Regions from separate parts of the Vulpes vulpes genome. Here region 2 is linked to region 1. A link is a contact called in public Hi-C data. All regions are on one chromosome and are shown on one strand. The core of a region is the stretch at or near the end of the contact, and the rest is flanking DNA. Distances in the headings are between cores, read along the strand shown. Region 1 holds the start of NIPSNAP2 (nipsnap homolog 2). Region 2 holds the start of NUPR2 (nuclear protein 2, transcriptional regulator).

Region 1 (7,206 bases), core at 3,036-5,535:
GTGCACAGTTGGGGATATTGTGCTTCTCAAAGCTCTACCTGTTCCACGAACAAAGCATGTGAAACATGAACTGGCCGAAATCATTTTCAAGGTTGGACAGGTCATAGATCCTGTGACCAGAAAACCCTGTGCAGGAACTACCTACCTGGAAAGCCCAGTCAGCTTGGAAACCACCTGCCTAACAAAAAATCTAAAAGAACTCAATAGTTCTTCAGCACAGTGAAGGAGGATTGGAAAAAGGAGCCAAAGGGAAAGATTTATAAGTTTGCTTTATGGAAAAAGAAATTTTTCTAAGTTCCAAACTGTCCAATTTCTGTTCCAGTGTTTATGGAATAGCTAAAAGTAAATGAAGTAAAGACCTTATTAAAATTTTTCACCAAAGTTTAAAGTCATGTTTAAATTTCCTTTTCACTGGACATAAAGTTTCCTCTTACACTAAGTGTGCCCAGCATTCCCCTGCATTGTTTTGTAAGTTCACTGTTTTAGAAGCTGTATTTTTTTTCATTCAAAGGAATCTTGAAATTACCTTAGAATCTTTATTCGGGGAAGAAAAAAACCTTTTGATATTATAAAACCAATCAGACCACATTAGGTGAATATTTATTTTTGGTGGCATATATTTGAAATTAATTTAAATTGTTTTCTATGATTTAGCCAGTTACAAATGGAAATAACAGATTCGGGTCAGACTTTATCAGATTACAGTCTGTATTAAAAATGTTGACACATAGAAAATAAAACTTGAAAATTCTATCACTTTTCTTTCATCCTGTATTCTAGAGTAGTTTCATAGGACTGAGTGCATATAATCTGATACATTGATGAAGTTTTAGAGTTTCTCACACTGTGCACTTGAGTTAGAGAGGTTTTTTTTTTTTTTGAGTTGGATAGTTTCAATTTTGTTGCTGCTTTTTAATAAACTATGAACCTAGATTTTAACCTGAAGAAACAATGAGTTATATATTTCAGTTTCCTGGCTTCTAGAAACTTGGAGCATATTTCGGTGTAACTAATATGTGTATTGTACAAGCACAGGGTTTCAGCAGTAACCATAAGCACTGCCCACCCACTCAAGGCTCATAGTCTAGCAGGGGAGGTATGTGCATGTTTCTTCATAGGAGAGAGGCACTTGGTGGGTTGGGGGAAGAAATTAGGATAACTTCCCGGAAAAGGCTAGATAGTGCTTGAATGGAATCTTAAAAGAACAGTCTCCAGGCTAATAGGTGAGGGTTGTGGAAAGGGCATTCTAGGTAGTGTAAAATCCTGAAAATATGAGAGAAAGGAGCATAACCAAGGGGTTCTGCAAGCTGATGACGACTGCTGGGACATTTTGAACATGAGTGGAGCTCAGGTAGAGAAATAGGTGGAAATTATACTGTAAGTGGTTGTGGGTTTTTGACATTTTTAAAGAGAATGATATAATTAGATTCACACTCCAATAAAAGTAATAGCATCGGTGTAAAGAATGGGACTGAAAGGGGAAAGATTAGAGGGATAGAGACAGATCTGTTCAAAGATTAGTCCTAAGATCAAAACTGAACTGGGTGAGGAAAGAGGAAAAGAGGTTAGATAGATGATGTTCCAACAAGCAAAAGAGTGTCTAGGTCTCCGACAGGTGGGGTTAAATGGAACCTGTTATCCTGGAAAAAACAGGACACCTGTGCAAGCCATCTCAAAAACCTCATATTTAAAATGCTTATATATACTCTTTTTTTAAATCTTAAGATATTTTTCCTAATAATCTTGGTGTAAAAATTATGTTCCAGGAATATGCCCTGTATTTCTTTAGTGGCATTGAGTAACCTAAGCTGTACACCTGTGAGATAAGAGTACTTCCCCATCCCCCGCCCCACCAGTAAAAAGCATTGGGTTAATGGTCCTCCAGAGCAAGAGGATAGTGGAGGGAAAGATGCAGAGTAAGTGGCCTAATTCTAAGTAGCACAAAAGCAACATCAAGCTTACATCTCAGGGAAAAAAAAAATTTTTCAGGAAAATATATTTTAAAGCATTGGTCTCTTAAAAAATAGCTGGGAAGTTGGGAGAATGTGTGAGAAAGTCACAAAGGGCACACCGACATCACTGGCTTGAAGAAGCTTGCTTCCTGCAGTGGAGGATTGGGACATGTACTTTCTGCTCTGGGGAAAGCTCATTTTGGCCTCCCTTTTGGGTCTAACAGCTTTCTTTCTTTCTGTCTGTCTTTCTTTTTCTTTTTCTTCTTTCTTTCAAGATTTTATTTATTTATGACAGAGAGAGGCACACAGAGGGAAGAAGCAGGCTCCATGCAGGGAGCCTGACGAGGGGGGGGATCCAGGGTCTCCAGGATCATACCCCGGGCTGAAGGCAACGCCAAACCCCTGGGCCATCGGGGCTGCCCTGTCTATCCGGGTTTCTTAACCAGCTCACTAAGCATAAGCCAGTTGAGATCAGGAACCCGCTCAGCCACACAGCCTCTGGTCTCTTGTCCTGTGTCCCTTGGTCTTTTTTCTAATGGCCTCCAAGAGATATGTATGTCCCCGGTCTGGAGCAAATCCTTGCCACTCCTCCATCCTTTATGACACTTTATGTCCTCCATAATGGCTCCCTGACATTATTAACATGTTCAAATAGTCCTCCAGTCAGAAAACTCCAAAGCTGCCTTTGCCTCCAGGAAGCCCAGCTCCTGCCCCCACCCCTCTTAGGCAGAGGCCTGCCTGGATCACAGAGACGTCCCAGCTTTGCAGTCCTGAGGGCAGTTTCCTCTTGGCCTCCGCAGATTTGGACTGCCCTCCAAATGCTCCCCTCAGGCTGGGGCCTATTCCTTGTTTCTCCCCCTTCTCTCACTGACTCCCTTTCTGCCTAACTTGTCTTGGTTGCAGCTTTCAAGGTTACATTTGTGGCTTTTATCTTACCCAGGATACATTTTCCCTAAACCGTGCCATCATGACCTGCTTCTTGGCCTGAGATGCCCTCCCTTCCATGGGTCAACTCGTGTCCCCTCAGTGCCCTCTCTCATGTCGCCTCTTGTGAGCCTCTTCCTGCCAACACTTGACACACTCGGCCAGTTGTTGGTTCATATCCTGCCCTAACAGATGGGGGTGGCAGCACCAACCAAGGTTGGGATGAACGGGAACAATGTAGTCCCTAGACCACGAGATAACTTCAATATGTTTACATCCAGAATGATTCTTTTTAATTTAAATTCAATTTGCCAACATATAACACCAGTGCTCATCCCATCAAGTGCCCTCCTTAGTGCCTGCGACACAGTTATCCCATTATTCCCATCCACCTCCCCTTCTGCAACCCTTTGTTTCCCAGAGTTAGGAGTCTCTCATGGTTTGTCTACCTCTCTGATTTTTCCCACTCAGTTCCCCTCCTTTCCCTTATAATCCCTTTCACTATTTCTTATATTCCCCATATAAGTGAAACCATATGATGTTTGTCCTTCTCCGATTGACTTACTTCACTCAGCATAATACCCTCCAGTTCCATCCACGTCGAATCAAATGGTGGGTGTTCATCCTTTCTGATGTCTTCCATTGTATACATATAGCATATCTGCTTTCTCCATTCATCTGTGGAAGGACATCGAGGCTCCTTACACAGTTTGGCTATTGTGGACGTTGCTGCTATGAACATTGGGTGCAGGTGTCCTGGGTTTCACTACATCTGTATCTTTGGGGTAAATTCCCAGCAGTGCAATTGCTGGGTGTAGGGTAACTAACTATTCTTAACTCTTTGAGGAACCTCCACACAGTTTTCCAGAGAGGCTGCACCAGTTCACATTCCCACCAACAGTGCAAGAGGGTTCCCCTTTCTCCGCATCCTCTCCAACATTTGTGGTTTCCTGTCTTGTTATTTTCGTCATTCTCACTGGTGTGAGGTGGGATCTCATTGTGGTTTCGATTTGTATTTCCCTAATAAAAAGCAATGCGGAGCATTTTCTCACGTGCTTGTTGGCCATGTGTATGTCTTTAGAAAAATTTTTGTTCATATCTTCTGCTCATTTCATGACTGGACTTATCAAACTCAGCACCCAAGCAACGAACAATCCAGAATTTTTTTTTTTTTTTAAGATCTTATTTATTTAAAAGAGAGAGAGGCAGAGACACAGGCAGAGGGAGAAGCAGGCTCCATGCCGGGAGCCCGACGTGGGACTCGATCCCAGGACCCCAGGATCAGGCCCTGGGCCGCAGGCGGCGCTAAACCGCAGAGCCGGTACTGTACAGTAACGTCTGCTCATATTTCTCCTGCGCAGGCGGGTCAGGACACCCAGCTTCTTCCGCAGGGGGCGATGTCCTCTCCTGCTTCGCCGTCAGTTGCCCCTGGCGGCCACGCCCTCAGCCCCCAGCCCCGGCGGGCCGAGCCCCGCTCCGCCCCGCCCCGCCCCGCCCCACTCGGCGGGCCCCGCCCCGCCCCACCCCCGCCTCGGCGGGCCCGGCCGGGGGAGGGGTCGCGGTGGTGGCCGTGGGGCGGCGTCGGCGGCGTCAGCGGCGGCCCGCGCGGCGGGAGCCCAGGCGCCAGAGCAAGATGGCGGCGCGAGTTGTGCAGGCCTGTGGAGCGGCCTGGGCCGGCGGCGTCCTGCGGCGGGCCGCTCCCTGCAGCCTGCAGCCTGTGCTCCGGTGAGCAGCGCTGCCCTCCCGGGACCGGCCGCGGAGTGGCCGCCAGGGCGGAGGGCGCGGGTCCACGGCCCGCCAGCGCTCCCTTGAGCAGGCCCCGGGCAGCGGGGGCCGGGGCGGGGCGCGTGAGGGCCTCGGCACAGTCAGAGCGCTGTCCCGGCCGGCCGTGCTCAAGGTCACGGGGGGACGGCGCCCGGTGCCCAGGCCACGTCCGCGCGCCGTGTGGGCCTGGCCTGTGGGACCTTGACCCGGCGCGACCCAGGCCCTGGGCTCGGCATCCGGCTGCTCGCGGGCGCCCAGGGCGGGCTGTGCGCAGGGCCTGGGGTCCGCTCTGCGAGTGGCGCCGCGGACAGCACCGAGCTCCAGGGGGGAGAAGAGCGCCTGCCGGTGAGCCCCGGGAGCGCGGGGGCGTCGCGGGTGGGCTCGGCGCTGCCGGCCGTCGGAGTGGGGTGGAGAAGTAGGTGACGATCAGGAAGGTTTTACAAGTCATCAGCCCCAAGTAGGCCTTGGGTTCAACTTTAGACTTTTTCTAACCTCTGTGGATTAAATATTCAGCTCTCTTGAATTCATCCCTCTGACACATCCATGTCCTGTTTTCCATCAAAAACCAAGCTCCTACTGACTTACATAGATTTGCTTTCTTGCTTTCTTTACATTTGTCACTTAAACGTTATCTGTGGTTTAATAACGAGCCTCTAGAACTAAATTCAGTTGCTGCTTAACAAAAGAGTAAAGGGACTGCCTGTTCTTTAAACACTTATTATGGGCCAGAGAGTTTATTTAATTTAATCCTAGTACCAATCTTAAGGAAGTAACAGGATCTGCATTTTATAGATGAGACGTAACCTCCATGGAGGTGAGACATCCAGCTGGAAAAGGCATTTGAACTCAAGTTTATCAGGCTTCAGGCCTGGCACCCTTCCCTTCCTAGGACTAATGTCCACCTTGTGTTTCCAAATTTTTTTTTTTTAAGATTTATTTATTTATGATAGACAGAGAGAGAGAGAGAGAGGCAGAGACACAGGCAGACGGAGAAGCAGGCTCCAAGCACTGGGAGCCCGATGTGGGATTCGATCCCGGGTCTCCAGGATCACACCCTGGGCCAAAGGCAGGTGCCAAACCGCGGAGCCACCCAGGGATCCCCCTTGTGTTTCCAAATTTGATGTTTATGTTTCCAAGTTGATGAACAAATCAACCTTTTATTTTCATTCTGTTACTGAGCATCTGCTGTGTCTTATTTTTTTTCACACAGGTGATAAGAAACTGTGAAATTTATATTTTCTTTTTTCCAAAAAGACCCAGCATATTCACCTATAGATCCCATAGTCACAAAAGTAGTAAACTGGAGATTTGGACCTGGGTCTGCCCAGTACCCCCACTTCTTGTGGGGTCAAATGCTCTTGAAACTGAAGCACAACATGTCAGCTCTTGGATTACTCTCTCAGGCCCCTTGTATCTTTTGACTGCCTTAACTGTAGATGTTCTTTAGGCCTCAGTCTAGACCCAATTAATTCACTGCTTCTACAAATACTGAATGTATATGAGTGTATATGTCTTTGAAGTTTTGTGGAACTCAGCATAATAGTCATGGTCACTATGCCCAGCAAGCCATATGGCAGAGGTAAAAACCCATACAGACTTAAAGATTGAGGTAGTGGTGTCAGAGAACATCAGGGAACCTACCACATGAAATCATGGAAGGCCTCTCCAAGAAGGTGCCATTGAGCTGCAGCCTGAAGGGTCAGTGTGCAGGAAAGCCCTGACTGGGAAGGAGTGAGGCATACCAGCAAGCTCCAGAAAAGCCTAGGAAGGGGAGCATAGTAAAGGGAAGAGAGGCTAGAAGACGGTGGCAGGGAGCAGTAGCCCCATAATTCCAGGCCTTGCAAGCCATTTTAGAGAGTTTGGAATTTATACTGAAAGCCACGGAAGACATTTAAAGATATAAATTCTAGTGTGACAGGATCTGGCCTGTGTTTTTAACATACCAATCTGATTTGGAAAGCAGACAGAATCAAGGGTTGTGGCCAACTGGGCAGATGCTGGTGCCATTTCCCGAAAGTCCCTTGTTCTACAGGCATATGAGTGCCCATAATGTGCCAGGCGCTGTTGGGAAATATCAGTGAATAAAGTTGTTGCCATCTGGGAGCTTGCTCCTAATTCAGAGAAGGAAGAACAGGAAGGGAGAATCCAGAGCACTTCTGAACCTGGTAAAGTTGGAGATGGCTGTGAGCTATTCAAATGGAAAGGTATTTGGCCTATTTGATCTATTTGACTCTTCAAAGGAGATGTCTGGACTACACGTTACATTTAGGAGTTGTCAGTATATAGGAATGCTAAATGTTGATAGATATGTAGGTTTTGTTATACTGTTTTGCATTTAATTGAAAATTTTCTTAATAAAACATTATTCATAGGAATGGATGAGATTGCTTGAAGAGTGTGGATAGAGAAAGGGCTGAGAAACAGGCTTTGAGATGTCAACATCCACAGGCTACCCACATTATGGAAAGAGCCCAGATGTCTGTCCACCAATGAATAGATAAAGAAGATGTGGTATATATGTACAATGGAATATTAGTGATCAAAAAGAATGAAATCTAGCCACTTG
Region 2 (7,206 bases), core at 2,168-4,667, 140 kb after region 1:
TATTTGATACCAATGTTTGGATGAATGGACCCCTGATGATTGCAATAAAATTCTACTCAGGTGGTAGGTACCAGGTTTAAAATTCTGCAAACCTGTTCCAGAAAGCCCACATCTAAGAATTCAAGAAACAGTCATGAATGTGGAAAGAAGTTAGCTTTAAGATGTTCATTTAACAAGTTGTATAAAATAGGGAAAAATCAATAAATTACTTGTGTCCTACAATGTAGAATTACATGATTCATACAAATGATGAAGTGCTATGAAGCTATTTAAATATTAGGAAAGAAAAAAATAAATATTATGAAAGAATACCTGCCATAAAAAGTCCTCACAATATACTAAGTGAAAGAGTAGATTACAAAGTAGTATACATAGCATGTTTATATTCTGAGAGAGTTCATAGTATTTTACAGACTTGAACTATGTACACTTAAGTAGTGTTATCTACTGGATAGTGATTTTTTTTTTTTTTGCTTGTTCATATTTTCCAATTTGTTTAAAACACAAATTGGAACACACTTGTGCTAATTAAACATACCATGGTGGTTTACAGTAGGTCCACAGATTCTGACACTTCCTTCAAAAAGTAGAGCCTAATTCCTCTCCTACATCATGACCATAAGTCAAAACCAGCCTGTTAGCCACTTCTGAATTCTTCACCTCTGGAAACTAAGAGAATTATTTGTTGCTTTCAGCCACTAGGGTTTGGAGTAATTTATTACACAGCAATAGGTAACTAATGCAGAATTTCTACAGTTACTGTATTTAAACTATAAAAGTTTTAGTATCTAAGGTGAGCAAAATCTAGTTAAAACACCTTACAGAGTGTTGCCTTAACCTGGCTTCTATCTGTCTGGGATTGTGGCAGATTGAGAATTGTGTACAAACATGTTTAAGACACTAAGGTCCTGACACAATTTAAATTTTCCCTTTGGATAATTAAGACATACTTACATGAATACAGCCTTGCACATACCAGACCAAAAAAAAAAAAAAAAGAAAACCAGTGAGTGAATTCTTAACTGTTGCTCTAAAAATACAAAATACAATATACACAAGTGGTTAGGTGGTGTTTAAATGAAGTTCTATGGATTTCAAAGGAATGGATATTCACTGTGGATGAAAGTTCAGAGAGAAAGTGGCACTTAAAATAAGTAGAGGTGGAATTTGTTTTAGAAATACTAAAATGATAAAGCAGAAAAGAGCATGCTGAGTAGGACAGCACAGATTCCAATGAAGCAGCAGAATCGAATACATGAGGATAGAAGATATGTGTTAATCAGAGTGTGTTTTTGGAAGTTGTAAAAGTTTAAGACGATCCAATAGATGATTTCCAGCACAATATAAATCTAGGCTCTTTATCCTACAAGGTTAGAGCAGTCATTTAAGGTTTTTACATGTTTAAATAGCTTTTGGGAAGATTAATCTGGACATAGTACCTCTGAGGCACAGCAGGAGAGTAGGGAAAGGAAAAATCCTGAAGGACAAGACAGTGGCAGTGGGGACATTACTAATGTCAGTGCTGCACTAGCTTCAGCAGCACATAGACTAATAATGTGTCTGTTACATACTAAGCACTAAGAACTTTACATGTATTACTTTCCTTACACCTCACAAGAACTCTTTAAATAGGTACTATATTATATCCATTTTACAGATAAGGAAACAGATAACTTGGAGTTTAAGCAGCTTGTACAAGTTCGTACAGGTGTTTGACTCCAGAGCCAGGACCCCCACTAGAGCACACCACCTGGAGACATTTTAAGAATATAAGACTTTGACAATAGAAGAGGGGGTTGTGTTCTGTAAATTTAAAAAAGTTTATTGAGTAACTTATGTGCCAGGGTCTTAACTGTATGAGATGTTTTATATGTTTAACCTATAACCCACGGTTTGGTAAGGTGATCCAGGATCATTCCCATTTTACAAATGAGTAGCCTGAGGCTTGGTGTAACTTAAAAATAGTTACCTCAGAAGTTTGCTGGATGCCACAGCAATGAACACTCACAGGATTAAAATTCAGGTTGCTCCTTCCAGTAAGCACCACGTTTCTTTCCTGACCAGGGACTCCCTACTGTGCACAGAGACCTAAAAGAATGCACACTGAAGAGGACAGCCACTCTGACATACTGTGTATAATTTTTAAGCCACAACTCAATTCTTGTTGTTGAACATGGAGTTTGGGGATGGTTCTGAATCACAGAATATTGCCTACAGTAGAGGAAAACTGATGCTGTAAGGAGTGAATACTTTTGAGTATCTGCAATAACTGGTCTTTGTAGAATCCCTTCTATAAAACGAGAGTAGCAGCGTCCACCTGAAAGGATTGTGAGATCAGCAGTGCAGAGAACCTAGCAAATGTTCAAAACACTATTACAACGAAATGTATTCCTATTCTGGCAAAAAATATTAAACTGCACACTACATCTATGAAATCTTGTACAGATTCCTATCTTTGTTCTCCCCCCCCCATTCATCTTTACGCATAAGACAAACTTATTTGTTCATTTTTGGACCTGAAACGGAAACGAGTTACCGTAGCAACTGGAAAAAACAAAACCAGAATTAAAATGCCACTCTTGCTGCTTTTAATTAAAAACCCTAAAAAGGCATACCCACTTGGACACTTGGATGTTACTTAATTAACAATCAGTAAGGGAAAGATACTGAAGCAGTAAACTTAAGCGATGTCGAAAAGAAGTGATGTTGACCAACATGGATTTTCTCCCTTACGACCAGTTACAGCTGGAGTCAGGGAAAATACTTTTATCAAGGCCTTCGGGTATCCTGCAGAAAACTGACAAAAAGAAAACTCTCTTTAGCCCATGCATAAACACTGGAAGTAAATTCTCCACTTCTATTTTAAAAAAGATGTTTCTGCGTCTCCCAGCCTCTTCTCCCAACTACAAAATCCAGAAGGTAGTTCTACGTTATTCTGAGCACAGCCCAGATACGTTGGCGTTAGGGGTCCGGCGGCGCCAGGCCAGCGCAGAGCGGCCTCGCGAGGGGGCCGGCGCGAGCGGGGCTTCCCGGGGGGCGGGGTCCGCGGCCGCCCACACGCACCTGCGCTCAGGGGAGGCGAGTGCGCGCCCTGGGCTGCAGCTGGCGCTGGCGGCGCTTGCGCTGGCCGTTGACGAGCTTCTGCGCGATCTTGCGCTCGTGGCCGCCGGGCACCGGCCAGTTGGTTCGCAGTTCCCGCTCGCGCCGCGTCCGACCCTTGCTGCGCCCGGCCCCGCAGGCCGGGAAGTCGCGCAGGTAGTAGTAATCCAGGCAGTCGCAGGGCTCCTCGTCCGAGCTCCCGGGCGGCCACCCCTCGGGAGGCTGCGGCCGGACCTGAGCCTCTGCGCCCAGAAGGGCCGCGTCCATGTCTCCCGCCCCCGGGCCGCCCGCCCGCGCGCGCCCCTCGGGACCGCCCTGCCCGCGGGGCGGGGCTTGCGGCTGACGTCACAGAGCCCGAGGGCGTCCCGGCGCTCCCCGGGAGAGCTGCGAGCCGCGAGCCCGCGCCGCCAGCGCGAGACGGGCCCTCGGCGGACCCGGCTGAGCGCTGGGTGCCTGGGGCCCGACGGGTCGCCCCCGAGCCCCTACCGCGGCGACGGAGTGCGCCGGGAAGGCGGGTCTGCACCCCTCCGGGTACAGCTGCGGTTGGGGGGCGCGCGGGGGCGTGAGACGTTCGCTCCTGGAGGCCGGGTCTGGTGTCCCAGCGCTGGACTCCTAAGACCTCTGTCCGTGTGAACGGGCCGAACGTGTCCCGGGGCTCCTGGGCGGCCGAGGTCGTGGCCCCGGGGCCCTGGGGTCGAGCCGCGTGGAGCTCGCTGCTCCGCGGGCCCGCGCTCCAGCTCTCACTGGCGTATCGGAGGCATCTGACGTGCAAGTGTTTCTGGCTGGGAGGCCAGGGCCCGTTAGCCCTTTCTCCTTCCCACCCTCCCGGGGTTGCTCAGGAGCACGAGTGCCTCGAGCTCAGGGACGGACAGCAACGGAGCGGGCTCCGCGCCCGCGACCACAGCCGGAACCGAGCGGGAGCGCAAGTCCTCGGTGGGAGACGCCGGAGCTGGCCGCGACGCGCGGGGCTCTGGGGTGAGGGCGGGAGCAGCGGGCGGCGGTGCGGGGCCCTCGGTGCACTGGGTGTGCGGCCCCGCGGGCTGCGGCGGGGCGTCGGGGGCCGAGGGGTGAGGGGGCAGTCGTCGGCGAGCTCTGCAGCGCCGCAGCCCCTGCGTCCACCCCCGCGCCTCGTGGTCGCGTCCCTGCCGGCCTCAGCGCTGCCCTCGCGGAGGCCCTGCGCTGAGCGCCCGTTCTCGGAGGCTCCGCCAGCCCAGGTAATCCTCTTCCCACAGAATCTGAGGCTATCCTCTAGAGGATTTTCTCTTTAATAGATGAGAAGTATCTCCATGCTTAAGAGACAACGACCCTGGGCACGTGTGTGACCCCCCGCGTGCCCGTAGCGCCGAGTCCCATCCCGCGCTCCCCGCAGCACGTCCCCGGCTCGCGGCCTGCACCCCGGCGCTCTGGGCGGGCGGCGGTTCTCCGTGGAGCCGTCCGGGGGCAGTGCGCTTAATAAAGTACCCAGAGGGGTTCTCTTCCGCCCACGGGTTACATTTGCCATTGCCAAGGCGAGAAACTAGTATTTATCCTTTTACTACTCTCCCACACAGGTTCTTTTTAAAAAATCTCTTTAAAAAATATTTTATTTCCTTGAGTGAGATGAGCATGCAGAGAACTGAAGCGGGATGAAGAGAGGGAGATGGAGACGCCCCTCCCCCCCCCCCCCCCCCCCCCGCCCCGCTGAGCAGGGCCCATGTGGGGCTGGATCCCAGGACCTGAGATCGGGACCCCAGAGGGATGCAGACGCCTAACCAGCTGAGCCACCCAGGCAGCCCTAAAAAAAAAAAAATCTCTTTAGAATTTGTTGTTATGAAAATATTCAGATATCTTAAAAGTGCAAAGTATAGAACAGTGAACTCCCATCACAGGGATTCAACAATCGTCATGACCCTGTCACATGTCCTTCACATCTCCCTTTCTTTCTCTGCTGCAGACTTTATGTCCTTTCACCCCTATATTTCTCAATACTTCGCTCTGAAAAATTTCAGATTTATTTCTTACATAACTGGAGTGTTATTTTCACACCTGACAAAAATCAACCAGTCCCCTTATTATCTTAATTCTGGGATCACATTTCTCTGGTTGTCCAAGAGACATCAGAATACAATTCAAAATATATATGAAATCTATACACGAAGCTTACAAGGAAGTCTCTCATATTCTAGGGCAGCTTCCCTGTCCTTTTCGTTTTCCCCTGACAGTGATGTGTTGCAGAAACTGGGTCAGTTGTCCTGTAAAATGTCCCACTTTGTGAATTTGTCTGCTGCTTCCTGGTATCATTTAACTTGTTCCTCTCTCTTTTATATTTCCTGTAAATTGACATTGGATCTAGAGGGTTGTTTATACTCAGATTCAATTTGAGGAACAAGAAAACTTCCTAGGAAGTAATGTGTGTTGGCATCACACCAGGATATCCACAATAGCTCACTGTGCCAATTTTAGGGATGCTATGACTGATCAGTGAGATCAGGTGGTAACAGCCTTTCCTTGCAATTGTGAATGTGGTTCCACATAAACTTTTATCTAATGATTTCATCTATATTTCATTTCTTTATTTGCTATTGTTTTCATTTGCTTTCATTATGGTCTATGAAATGTAATTTTTTTTTGAAATGTAATTTTTTATGTTTTTATTTTTTTATTTTTTTATTATTTATGATAGTCACAGAGAGAGAGAGAGAGGCAGAGACACAGGCAGAGGGAGAAGCAGGCTCCATGCACCGGGAGCCCGATGTGGGATTCGATCCCAGGTCTCCAGGATCGCGCCCTGGGCCAAAGGCAGGCGCCAAACCGCTGCGCCACCCAGGGATCCCTGAAATGTAATTTTTTAATTCAGTCATTCCCAGGCCATTTGGTTACTCTGAAATACATTTTGACAAGAAAGGCTAAAAATATTTAATTCCCTTTTATTTTTTTAAGTTTCTTTATTTAAGTAATCTATACACCTAATGTGGGGCTTGAACCCATGACTCAGAGATCAAGAGTCACATGCTCTTCCAACTGAGCCAGCCAGGTGCCCCTAATTGCCTTTTAAAGATGAGTTTTCAGGCAGCCCAGGTGGCTCAACGGTTTAGTTCCAACTTCAGCCCAGGGCGTGATCCTGGAGATGTGGGATCAAGTCCCACATCAGGCTCCCTGCGTGGAGCCTGTTTCTCCCTCTGCTTATGTCTCTGCCTCTCTCTCTGTCTCTCATGAATAAATAAAATCTTAAAAAAAAAAAAAAAGATGAGTTTTCAGGGATGCCTGGGTGGCTTAGTGGTTGAACATCTGTCTTCAGCTTAGGGTGTGATCCCAGGCCCAGGAATTGAGTCTTATATCGGGCTCCCTGTAAGGAGCCTGCATCACGCTCTATGTCTGCCTCTCATGAATAAATAAATAAAACCTAAAAAAAAAAAAATGGAAAAAATGAGTTTTCAGGTTCTAATAGACTCTACTTTTTTTCTTTCTCAAGTAGATTCTTGAGAATCATTATAAACTCATGGATCTTTTAAAAAAAAACAATGTGTTCAATCAATTTCATTCTTTTTTATTATTTATTATTTTTATTTTTTTAAGATTTCCTTTATTCATGAGAGACACAGAGAGAGGCAGAGACATAGGCAGAAAGAGAAACAGGCTCCATGGAGGGAGCCTGTGTGGGACTATTCTTTATTTTCTTTAAAGATTTTATGTATTTATTTATTCATAAGAGACACAAAGAGAGAGAGAGAGAGAGAGAGAGAGACACTTAGGTAGAGGGAAAAGCAGGGTCCATGCATGGAGCCCAATGTGGGACTCGATCCCAGAACCCAGGATCACGCCCTGAGCCAAAGGCGGATGCTCAACCACTGAGCCACCCAGGCGTCCCCATTTTTATTCTTTTTTAATACTCAAATTGTTCAGTCTTTGGCCAGTGGGAGCTCCTTCATGTGATTCCTACATTGTATTGGCATTAACCTAGTAGTCTTGTTTTCTGGTGAACCACAGTGTCCATCCAGGCTCATCTTATACATTGTATGCCACAGACCTGGAATCAGCCATTTCTTCCAAGGAGTCATTGATCTTTCTAGTGTAGGGAATGGATTTAGATGCAACAATCAAAGCCATATATTATGTTTCTTGATCTTT

What was found. A called contact is a pair of places that touch in the nucleus more often than the background predicts.
Region 2: a contact with region 1 is called in a Hi-C map of skeletal muscle, with 3 times the contacts expected there. The contact joins the promoter of NUPR2 here to the promoter of NIPSNAP2 in region 1. A contact is called at or near these places in 2 of 3 Hi-C or Micro-C datasets (both in skeletal muscle).

The regions. Positions count from the first base shown.
Region 1 is chr3:74,961,149-74,968,354 of VulVul3, forward strand. It overlaps NIPSNAP2 (nipsnap homolog 2), which reads left to right and starts at 4,286. Exons shown (of 10, transcript XM_072752748.1): 1 at 4,286-4,601. The coding sequence starts at 4,510. MRPS17 (mitochondrial ribosomal protein S17) reads left to right here. Exons shown (of 3, transcript XM_026017512.2): 3 at 1-753. The coding sequence ends at 223.
Region 2 is chr3:75,102,047-75,109,252 of VulVul3, forward strand. It overlaps NUPR2 (nuclear protein 2, transcriptional regulator), which reads right to left and starts at 3,418. Exons shown (of 2, transcript XM_026017502.2): 1 at 3,064-3,418; 2 at 2,566-2,797. The coding sequence starts at 3,366. The coding sequence ends at 3,070. CHCHD2 (coiled-coil-helix-coiled-coil-helix domain containing 2) reads right to left here and starts at 3,373. Exons shown (of 4, transcript XM_026017501.2): 1 at 1-3,373.